Regions from separate parts of the Hordeum vulgare genome. Here all the other regions are linked to region 2. The links are chromatin contacts, called in public Hi-C maps. All regions are on one chromosome and are shown on one strand. Each heading gives the region's core, a stretch centred on a gene start, on an enhancer-like site or on the middle of the called end of the contact. The rest is flanking DNA. Distances are from core to core; before and after follow the strand shown. Region 1 holds the start of LOC123425569 (protein BZR1 homolog 1). Region 2 holds the start of LOC123425565. Region 3 holds the start of LOC123429802 (geranylgeranyl pyrophosphate synthase, chloroplastic-like).

What was found. A called contact is a pair of places that touch in the nucleus more often than the background predicts.
Region 1: a contact with region 2 is called in a Hi-C map of seedling, with 6 times the contacts expected there. The contact joins the promoter of LOC123425569 here to the promoter of LOC123425565 in region 2. A contact is called at or near these places in 2 of 6 Hi-C or Micro-C datasets (leaf and seedling) and 1 of 1 datasets of contacts at active chromatin or transcription factors (embryo).
Region 3: a contact with region 2 is called in a Hi-C map of leaf, with 8 times the contacts expected there. The contact joins the promoter of LOC123429802 here to the promoter of LOC123425565 in region 2. A contact is called at or near these places in 4 of 6 Hi-C or Micro-C datasets (leaf and seedling) and 1 of 1 datasets of contacts at active chromatin or transcription factors (embryo).

What each region holds. Positions count from the first base shown.
Region 1 is chr2H:140,718,799-140,721,761 of MorexV3_pseudomolecules_assembly, forward strand. LOC123425569 (protein BZR1 homolog 1) reads left to right here and starts at 1,662. Exons shown (of 2, transcript XM_045109260.1): 1 at 1,662-2,173; 2 at 2,329-2,963. The coding sequence starts at 1,904.
Region 2 is chr2H:139,786,347-139,789,120 of MorexV3_pseudomolecules_assembly, forward strand. It overlaps LOC123425565, which reads right to left and starts at 1,454. Exons shown (of 16, transcript XM_045109255.1): 1 at 1,040-1,454. The coding sequence starts at 1,070. LOC123425566 (ruvB-like 2) reads right to left here. Exons shown (of 2, transcript XM_045109258.1): 2 at 1,766-2,638. The coding sequence ends at 1,993.
Region 3 is chr2H:140,487,279-140,490,167 of MorexV3_pseudomolecules_assembly, forward strand. It overlaps LOC123429802 (geranylgeranyl pyrophosphate synthase, chloroplastic-like), which reads left to right and starts at 1,291. Exons shown (of 2, transcript XM_045113791.1): 1 at 1,291-2,081; 2 at 2,287-2,889. The coding sequence starts at 1,428. The coding sequence ends at 2,709.

The sequences.
Region 1 (2,963 bases), core at 412-2,911, 930 kb after region 2:
ATGGAGCACGGGAGCCCAATATAAGCCCGGATGCTTCAAATACTGTTCGAAGGCGTTGGTGGGCTGCTATCCCACCTTCGAAATAGGTGCACAACGCGTAAACCTCTCGGTCAAACCTCCACCAGAACGGCGACCCGGCAGATGGTCCCGCGTCTGCAGCCGAATTATCCATTCGGCTCTCTGTCACCGACCGTCAGACTGTACAAAACAATTGTATTACGGCCAAGGACGCCGTGGCGGCATAAACAAGTGGTGGCGCGTAGGCGCATGCAGGCATTCGTACGTAGTAGGAGTGTACGTTAGGCAGTACTATAGTAAATCAACGAGGTTTAGGTGTCAAAGCAACAAAACTTACAGTAGAGAGCGCGTCCTTCCACTTGGCACTGGCATCGCCGTCGATCCAGGCCCCGTTAAAGTATAAATATACTCGAAGGTGTAGATTTTGGCCCGTGGCTAACTAGTTAATCGCGGCATACTGTACGTACGTACAGTGCATTTCCCCGTCTCCGAGCAGAAAATGATTGGTGTGAACGGACGGCATTCCAAGACGGCGGCGTTGGGGGCTACAACTCCACGCGCGAGGGTGGGGCCGAGCATTTTTCTTTTTCTCGGAGAGAATGGCCCGAACATGTTAGGTGGAGTTTCTTGCACGGAGAAGTTTGCGCATGTTCTTACGGCTCGTTTGGTTAAGGGGGATTTGGAAGGTTTTGAGAGGTGGATTTCAGTGGAATGGGTGAATCCCTTTGTTCCATCCAATCCTCTTAAAAATTCCGGGTCTTTGCTTCTACTAGTCCTCCGAGAAGGGTTTTAAAATACATGAATAGAAAGGGATTGAAGGGGAACGGAGGGATTGTGCTAAGCAAACCCCTCTTACCAAATGGGCGCCCGAGGATCTGTGGAGTTTCTGGCCCTGTCGGAGATTTTTCTCTCAAAACTTCCCCAATCTCCCTTAACCAAAGCAGGCCTTAATCTCCCTTAACCAAAGCAGGCCTTAGGCCTCGTTTGGTTAAGGGGGATTGGGGAGGTTTTGAGAGGAAAATCTCCGGAGGGTTCAGAAACCCCACAGATCCTCGGACGTCCATTTGGTAGGAGGGGTTTGCTTAGGCGAATCCCCTCCGTTCCCCTTCAATCCCTTTCTATTTATGTGTTTCAAAATCCTCTTTGGAGGACTAGTGAAAACAAAATCCCAGAAATTTGAGAGGATTGGGTGGAATAAAGAGATTCAACCAATCCCTTAAAATCCTTCCATCTTAAAACCTTCCAATCCCCTTAACCAAACGAGGCCTATGGGATAGTATTTGGTAAATCTGCCAAGCCACACACACAGCCCTTGGTCGATCGACGGCATTTTACAAACCGACTTTCTACGCACGCACTTTGCACCCCTAGATACTCCTCGTTGGTTGTGTACGTACCGAAATCTAGACTACACCGGCCGTAAAATTCGTCGGGCAAATCCCAATGCACCGGGCACAGGCACAGGCACAGGCACGCAGAGCACCACTCGCACTCACGTCAAAGAAAGAGCGTACGTAGTTCACACTCACCGTCCTCAAAAGCCGTGCCCGCCAAGATGGAGAGGGAGAGGTAGGCCCGGCCCGTCCCGGACATCACCAGTAGAAAATCTGGCTAATCCAGTCGCAATAAAGCAGGGGTCGCCGTACCCTCCTCGTGAGCCAGCCCAGACGACCCCACACGAGAGAGAGAGAGAGCTCAGCTCAGCTCAGCTCATCACACACCACGCCACTCCACGCCGCAGCAGCTCCCTCCCTCCCTCACTGTAGCGCCCCACCTCACCATTAAAGAAACGAGCTAGGCCAAGTGGAGAGAGAAGGGAAGGGACCGGACGGAGAAAGAGCAGAGCAGAGCAGCGCGGACGGAGCAGGGGAGCTAGCGGGCTAGCATGACGTCGGGGGCTGCCCGGGCGGCGGCGGCGGCGGCGGCGGCTGCGGAGGCGGACGCCGGGCTGGGGCGGACGCCGACGTGGAAGGAGCGGGAGAACAACAAGCGGCGCGAGCGGCGGCGCCGGGCCATCGCCGCCAAGATCTTCACCGGCCTCCGCGCGCTCGGCAACTACAAGCTCCCCAAGCACTGCGACAACAACGAGGTGCTCAAGGAGCTCTGCCGCGAGGCCGGATGGGTAGTGGAGGACGACGGCACCACCTACCGCAAGGTCAGACCGAGTTAGACCTCGTTTCTTGGTCTCGGCTCTCGAGATCGAGATCGCCCTCACCCCCATGTTTCTTCCCTCCCTCCGTTTCCTGGATCTAGCTGGGCTTGCTTTTGCTTGGATGTGTAGATCTGATTGTGTGGTTCGATTCGTGGCAGGGATACAAGCCGCCGTCGTCCGGGCCGTTCGGTGGGGTCTCGTCGGCGGGCATGAGCCCCTGCTCGTCCTCGCAGCTGCTCAGCGCGCCGTCGTCGTCGTTCCCGAGCCCGGTGCCTTCCTACCACGCCAGCCCGGCCTCGTCGAGCTTCCCGAGCCCCACGCGCCTCGACAACCCGAGCCCCGCCTGCCTCCTCCCGTTCCTCCGTGGCCTCCCCAACCTGCCCCCGCTCCGGGTCTCCAACAGCGCGCCAGTGACGCCGCCGCTCTCGTCGCCGACGGCGTCGCGCCCGCCCAAGATCCTGAAGCCCGACTGGGAGGTCGACCCGTTCCGGCACCCGTTCTTCGCCCTCTCCGCGCCGGCGAGCCCCACCCGTGGCCGCCGGCACGAGCATCCGGACACGATACCGGAGTGCGACGAGTCGGACGTCTCCACGGTGGACTCTGGCCGGTGGATCAGCTTCCAGATGGCCACGACGGCGCCGACGTCCCCCGCGTACAACCTCGTCAACCTAGGCGCCTCCAGCTCAAACTCCATGGAGATGGAGGGAATGGCGGGGGAGAGGGGCCGAGGCGGCCCGGAATTCGAGTTCGACAAGGGGAGGGTGACGCCGTGGGAAGGGGAAAGGATCCATGA
Region 2 (2,774 bases), core at 204-2,703:
CTGGGTTATAGCTTACAACTAGGGAATTAGGCAAACGGACAGTTAGGTGAATCATTGGCTACCATCTCCTAACATTGTCTGAATCTGAACCCAAAGTGCCTGATAAATATGGATGCATGGATTAGTCCCAGTTCTACGAGGAGTCGAAATTCAGTTGTACGCAGATAACCAGGATATCGTATAGTATAGGTGAGCGTCATTAAGCTCGCATGGAGTGGGTGCCTAAGAATTCAATAAGCTGGGAGAGAGGGAAAAAATAGGTAGGCTTTTTACGCATTCACTCAGTGGGATGATGCCTTACATGATTCATTTCTTAGTTTGCAATCGCATCTGCTTGCTGGAAACTATGTGTGAACCAACAGATGGATTCGGTTTGCAGGTGATCACTAAACTGAACGGGTACACTCTCTTAAGCTCAGAACTGAGAACAGCATGGGATCAGACAAATGACCAATCCCATCTGAAATCCAGTTGTACGCAGATAACCAGGATATCATATAGTATAGGTGAGCGGCATTAAGCCCGCATGGAGTGTGTGCCTAATGACCAATCTGTGCCCTTAGGTGATCACTAAACTGAACGGGTACACTCTCTTAAGCTCAGAACTGAGAACAGCATGGGATCAGACCAATGACCAATCCCATCTGAAAATAATAATTGAAATCCACACTAGCTACAACACCTCCACCCAAGCTGTGCTCAGTGATGAGGCTGGAGCCAAACTTATAATCGTAATGCTGATATATACGACGATAACCGACCCTTGTATACACGCGGATGCCGAGGGTAACAGCGAGCAAGCTCGACGCATTGCGCGGCACAAGGCAGCCTCAGCTCGTGCGCGGTAGATTTCAGCCTCGCCACCGCCGACACGCGAACACCGGCGCTCGCTAGTCCTACTGCGGCAGCTCCCACGCGCGAAGCAGCTGAAGCAAACGGAGACAAAATGGGCGCAGGGGGGGTCGGACCGGACGGGCGATCGAGCTGTCCCGGGCAGCAATCCAGTTGGACGAGGCCGCGGAGAGAGGGGCGGGCGTACCTGCGGCGGAGCTGGGGTCGCTGGATTCCATGGCGCCGGCGGCGGGGAGCGATCGGGTCGGTCGAGGAGGTGGCGCAGAGCGTGGGCTGCTCTGTTGGATAGTGGGGGAGGGGGGATGAGGGGAAGGAGGTGGGGAATGGGGGGGAAGCGAGGACGGTTTCCTTTGTTGATGGTGCTGTCCAATGTCCCGACTCCCGAGAGAAGGACGAGGGCCCCACCCCACCACGGAGCGGAACCACGTCGCCCCGAGCGCGGGGGGGCGCACGCGCGGCCCGGAGCACCGAGCCCGGCCGTGGCGGCCTCTCAATGATCGATCGATCGCGCCGGCGACCGCGTGTGCCGCGCCGCGCGGCTTGCGAAATCGCCTTTGTGCTATGCGGTGGCGTGGTACCGTGCGTGTGTGTCTGCCTCTAGAAGACGCGCCCAATTGAGTATTGTCCCGCTTCAGATTAGAATCGTCAGTCAGCAGCTCATTTCATCTTGGGCAGATGCGATCTAAATCCTGTTTCACAGCTACTGTACCTTGCTTCCATTATTCAGATCAGACCATTCTCGGCCAGTAGCATGTCAGGGGCAGACTACTACGGTTTCAGACACTTTTTACACCTTCCAAGGACACATGCTGGTTGCTGCACAGCCGTTCTAACTGCAGCTTGTAATCCCTAATTATCCTGCACCTTTTCCCACCAAACAGAAACGACATATAAACTGATGACGCACGTAACAAAAAATGGAAAAGAACTGAACGGACAAGCCTGAGACGGAAGATTCCTCAGGATACACTCAACTGTGAAGTCACCGGTTACAGCCGTTAACATAGCTCACAGCACCCATCAACCGTGCCTTCAGGTAAAATCATCTCACGCTTAACACTAATCTAAACGAGCAAGCAGAATCCACAAGATACACGAGCCATACAAACCAACCCACAGTTACATTGCAAAAATTCCCGTCTAGGGCTGCATGGCGTCATCCCCATCTGAATCCCCTTGCACTTCACTGAACATGTAGTCACTCTGGCTGTCGATCAAGAACTGTGTCGATCTCTTCACGTCCAGAAACAGGTGGTACACCCGGCTTATGTCCTCCATCTCCACCACCTTGCCCTTGCGCTTCTGGCAGGCCAGGCCGGCAGAAGTGATAAGCTGGATCGCGTACCTGAGCGAGGTCTCGGTACCAATCTTCGTGAGCAGATCCTTGCCCTCGGCAGACATTTCAACGTCTTCTTCCTCGCACCTGATGTCTAAGATCTTCCGGATCTCCTCCGCCGAGTATGGCTGTGTCGTGATGATCAAGAGGCGGTCGAGGAAATCGGTCGGTATACCATGTGGTGACCGGTAATTGGTCCCGCGTATGGTTGTAATGCCTCGATTCGTCGCAATAACGAGGATCGGAGCCATGTCATTCTCCAAAGCACGGTTCAGGAAGGAGAAACACTCGATGTCTAGCATGTGGACTTCATCGATAAACAGAACACCAGGAACAATCTCAGCCTTCCCTTCCTCTCTCCACTCGGCAACTTTTGTGTCAATCTGCTCCCTAACCTCTGCACGAATCTCACCAGTGTCACCAGTGAAGAGTGCAAGGAAGCCTTGTGTCCTGAACAGGAATAAAAAGATAACAAAAATTAGTTAGTTGGGAATTAAATTCCTAAAGCAAACTACACTCGAATATGCATATGAAACAAAATACTCTTTTGTATCAGATGATATGATCAAGGATGGGAAGGCGGGGA
Region 3 (2,889 bases), core at 41-2,540, 700 kb after region 2:
TCAAGTTTCGATGTTACCATCATTGCCACTGGTGCAAAAGTTTTCCCTCTTGGCTTCTATAGATAAGAGATGGTTGTGCAACACATGGGGGCATCCCCATCCTTTGCCCGATCATTAGCACCAATATGTGCTCTTTCCCATTCATCCAATGCGCGTGTAGTTTTCTGTCTCCCCTCAGTATGACATGGGAGGGCCTTTCGCCTTTAACGGTTTTTATTCTTATGCCTTTTTCTTACAATCCAAAAGTCTTGGATTCATATGGATTTATGTTCTAGGAGATGCCGTTGTTCCTTTTTATCGAAGTTGACCTTCTGTTTATGTGACAAAATTAGGGTAACATGATTCCATGTTTGAGATAAGCAATAACAAAACTATTTCAATTAAATTTACAAATGTCATGTTCGACGAAACATATTTTGAAAAATATTTTGTGCTATTTCAAGAAGTTTCGCATGACACAGATGTACTCCCTCAATTAATATGGGATGGAGAGAGAGAGAGAGAGAGTATGAAGCAAGTATTCATAATTAAACCAACAAACCATAAGATAGATATTCAAATGACAGAAAGATCATATGTACGTCATTTTTGTCGAGTTTATTTCTTTGGATCACCAAAGGCATATACAAGGAACTGGATTCCTCCTAGAAAGGAAGTACATTCGTGCTAAAAAGAGGAATTTCATTGAAGCATGGTACATCCATGTCAGAAGGGGAAAGTAGAACCATGAAGCAACTCCATTGTCGAAATTGAGAATATTTAGACTTTTGAAGAAAGAAAAGTGTCTTGAAAAAAAGCATATCCTATATAAGAAATTAAATAATAATAGTACTCACTATGTTTCGAAATATAAGACGTTATTTGCAGTTCGGTTCGAATGTGAACCGCAAAATACATCTTATAATTAGGAATAGAGGTAATACTTGTATAACAACAAATAGTTGGTTTAACATGTCAGAACTCACACCAAATTCGCTTGAAAGAATCAATTCCCATAATATTCCGTTTGATCTCATCCTACCATACACCCCTCCCAAAATTAAATTGCGTACAAGATGCTCCATTTCCACGCGCCTGTTTTTTTCTGCAGAAAATTTCCATATGCACTGGTAACCGATTACTTTGCTTGGAGATTTAGACGAACGCTTGGCGTCATCACGTGCAAAGTCGTGAGAAGACAAACAAGAGAAAATGTCAAAGAAAAGCAAAGGAAACCATGGCGTGGCACAACGCATCACGTTATTTTCTCCTTATAAAAAGGGCGCTCCACGCTTCGCCGTTAGCACCACTGCCCCTTGCCCACCCGGTGTGCCCCGTGCCAGAGTTTCCCCTTTCGCTTCTACTCTACTTACAGATAAGAGAAGAAGGCCTCGCAGCCCACGGGGGCCATCTCCATCCTCTCCCCGCACTAAAAAACCCCGAGAGCCATGGCAGCGTTCCACCCGCTGGTCGCCTCGCGCGTCCGCCTCGCCGCCCCGCTCCTCCCCGTCGCCGCGCCCGCCGCCGTCGTCGTCGCCGCGGCCGGGCCTTCCTTCCACCAGCGCCGCTTCTCCGCCATCGTCGCCGCGGCGACCGCCCCCGCGGCCACCGAGTTCGACTTCAAGGCCTACATGGGGGAGCGGGCGGTGGCCGTGAACGGCGCCCTGGACGCCGCCGTCCCTGCCGGCGAGCCCCCCGCGACGCTCCACGAAGCGATGCGCTACGCGCTGCTGGCCGGCGGCAAGCGCGTGCGCCCGGCCCTCTGCCTGGCCGCCTGCGTCGTGTCCGGCGGCCGCGAGGCCTGGGCGATGGCCCCCGCCGCCGCGGTCGAGATGGTGCACACCATGTCGCTCGTCCACGACGACCTCCCCTGCATGGACGACGACGACCTCCGCCGCGGCAAGCCCACCTGCCACGTCATGTTCGGCGAGCCCATCGCCGTGCTCGCCGGCGACGCCCTGCTCGCGCTCGCCTTCCAGCACATGGCCAGCGTCGACTCCTACCCTCCGGACGTTGACCCCGCCAAGCACACCGCCCGCGTCGTCCGCGCCATTGGTGAGCTCGCGCGCTGCATCGGATCAGAGGGCCTCGTCGCCGGCCAGGTCAGCAGAGATTCTATTCGATCTCGTCACCGAAAAAAGTACAAATTAGGAATGTGCTAATTCTGTGAATCGAATGCCTTTCTAAGAAGCATGATTTGCATAGGTATCTCCGTACAGTTGGGTTAGAGATTGAAACTATCCTAAACATAGGTCGTGCCACTTAACTTGTCACATTTCTGAAAAATGGGCGTCAACTTTTTGTCAGGTTGTTGATCTGGAGATGACTGGCTCAACTGAGCCTGTACCACTTGACCGCCTTGAGTACATTCATCTGCACAAGACCGCTGCATTGCTTGAGGCCTCTGTGGTTATTGGTGCAATCATTGGGGGTGGCTCGGAGGAGCAGATCGAGCGGTTGCGCAAGTACGCCAGATCAATTGGGTTGCTGTTCCAGGTGGTTGATGACATTCTTGATGTCACCAAGTCATCAGAGGAGCTAGGGAAGACAGCTGGGAAGGACTTGGCGAGTGACAAGACGACATACCCCAAGTTACTAGGGTTGGAGAAATCGCGGGAATTTGCGGAAAAGTTGCTTTCTGATGCAAAGGAGCAACTTGCTTATTTTGAAAAAGAGAAGGCAGCACCGCTATTGTACTTGGCCAATTATATTGCCTATCGGCAGAACTAAGGTGATGGTTATTCTGTTGTTCGTTGTTGATCTGTAACTTTGTAAGAACATCAAGTCTGGGATTTGAGGAATATCTGAATTCTTCCTCTCATATATACTAGTTTAGTTTTCTACCGATGTGTCATGAGAATATTTAGGTGACAAATGCCACATGAGTTAGGTGGCAAATACCAATGTCCC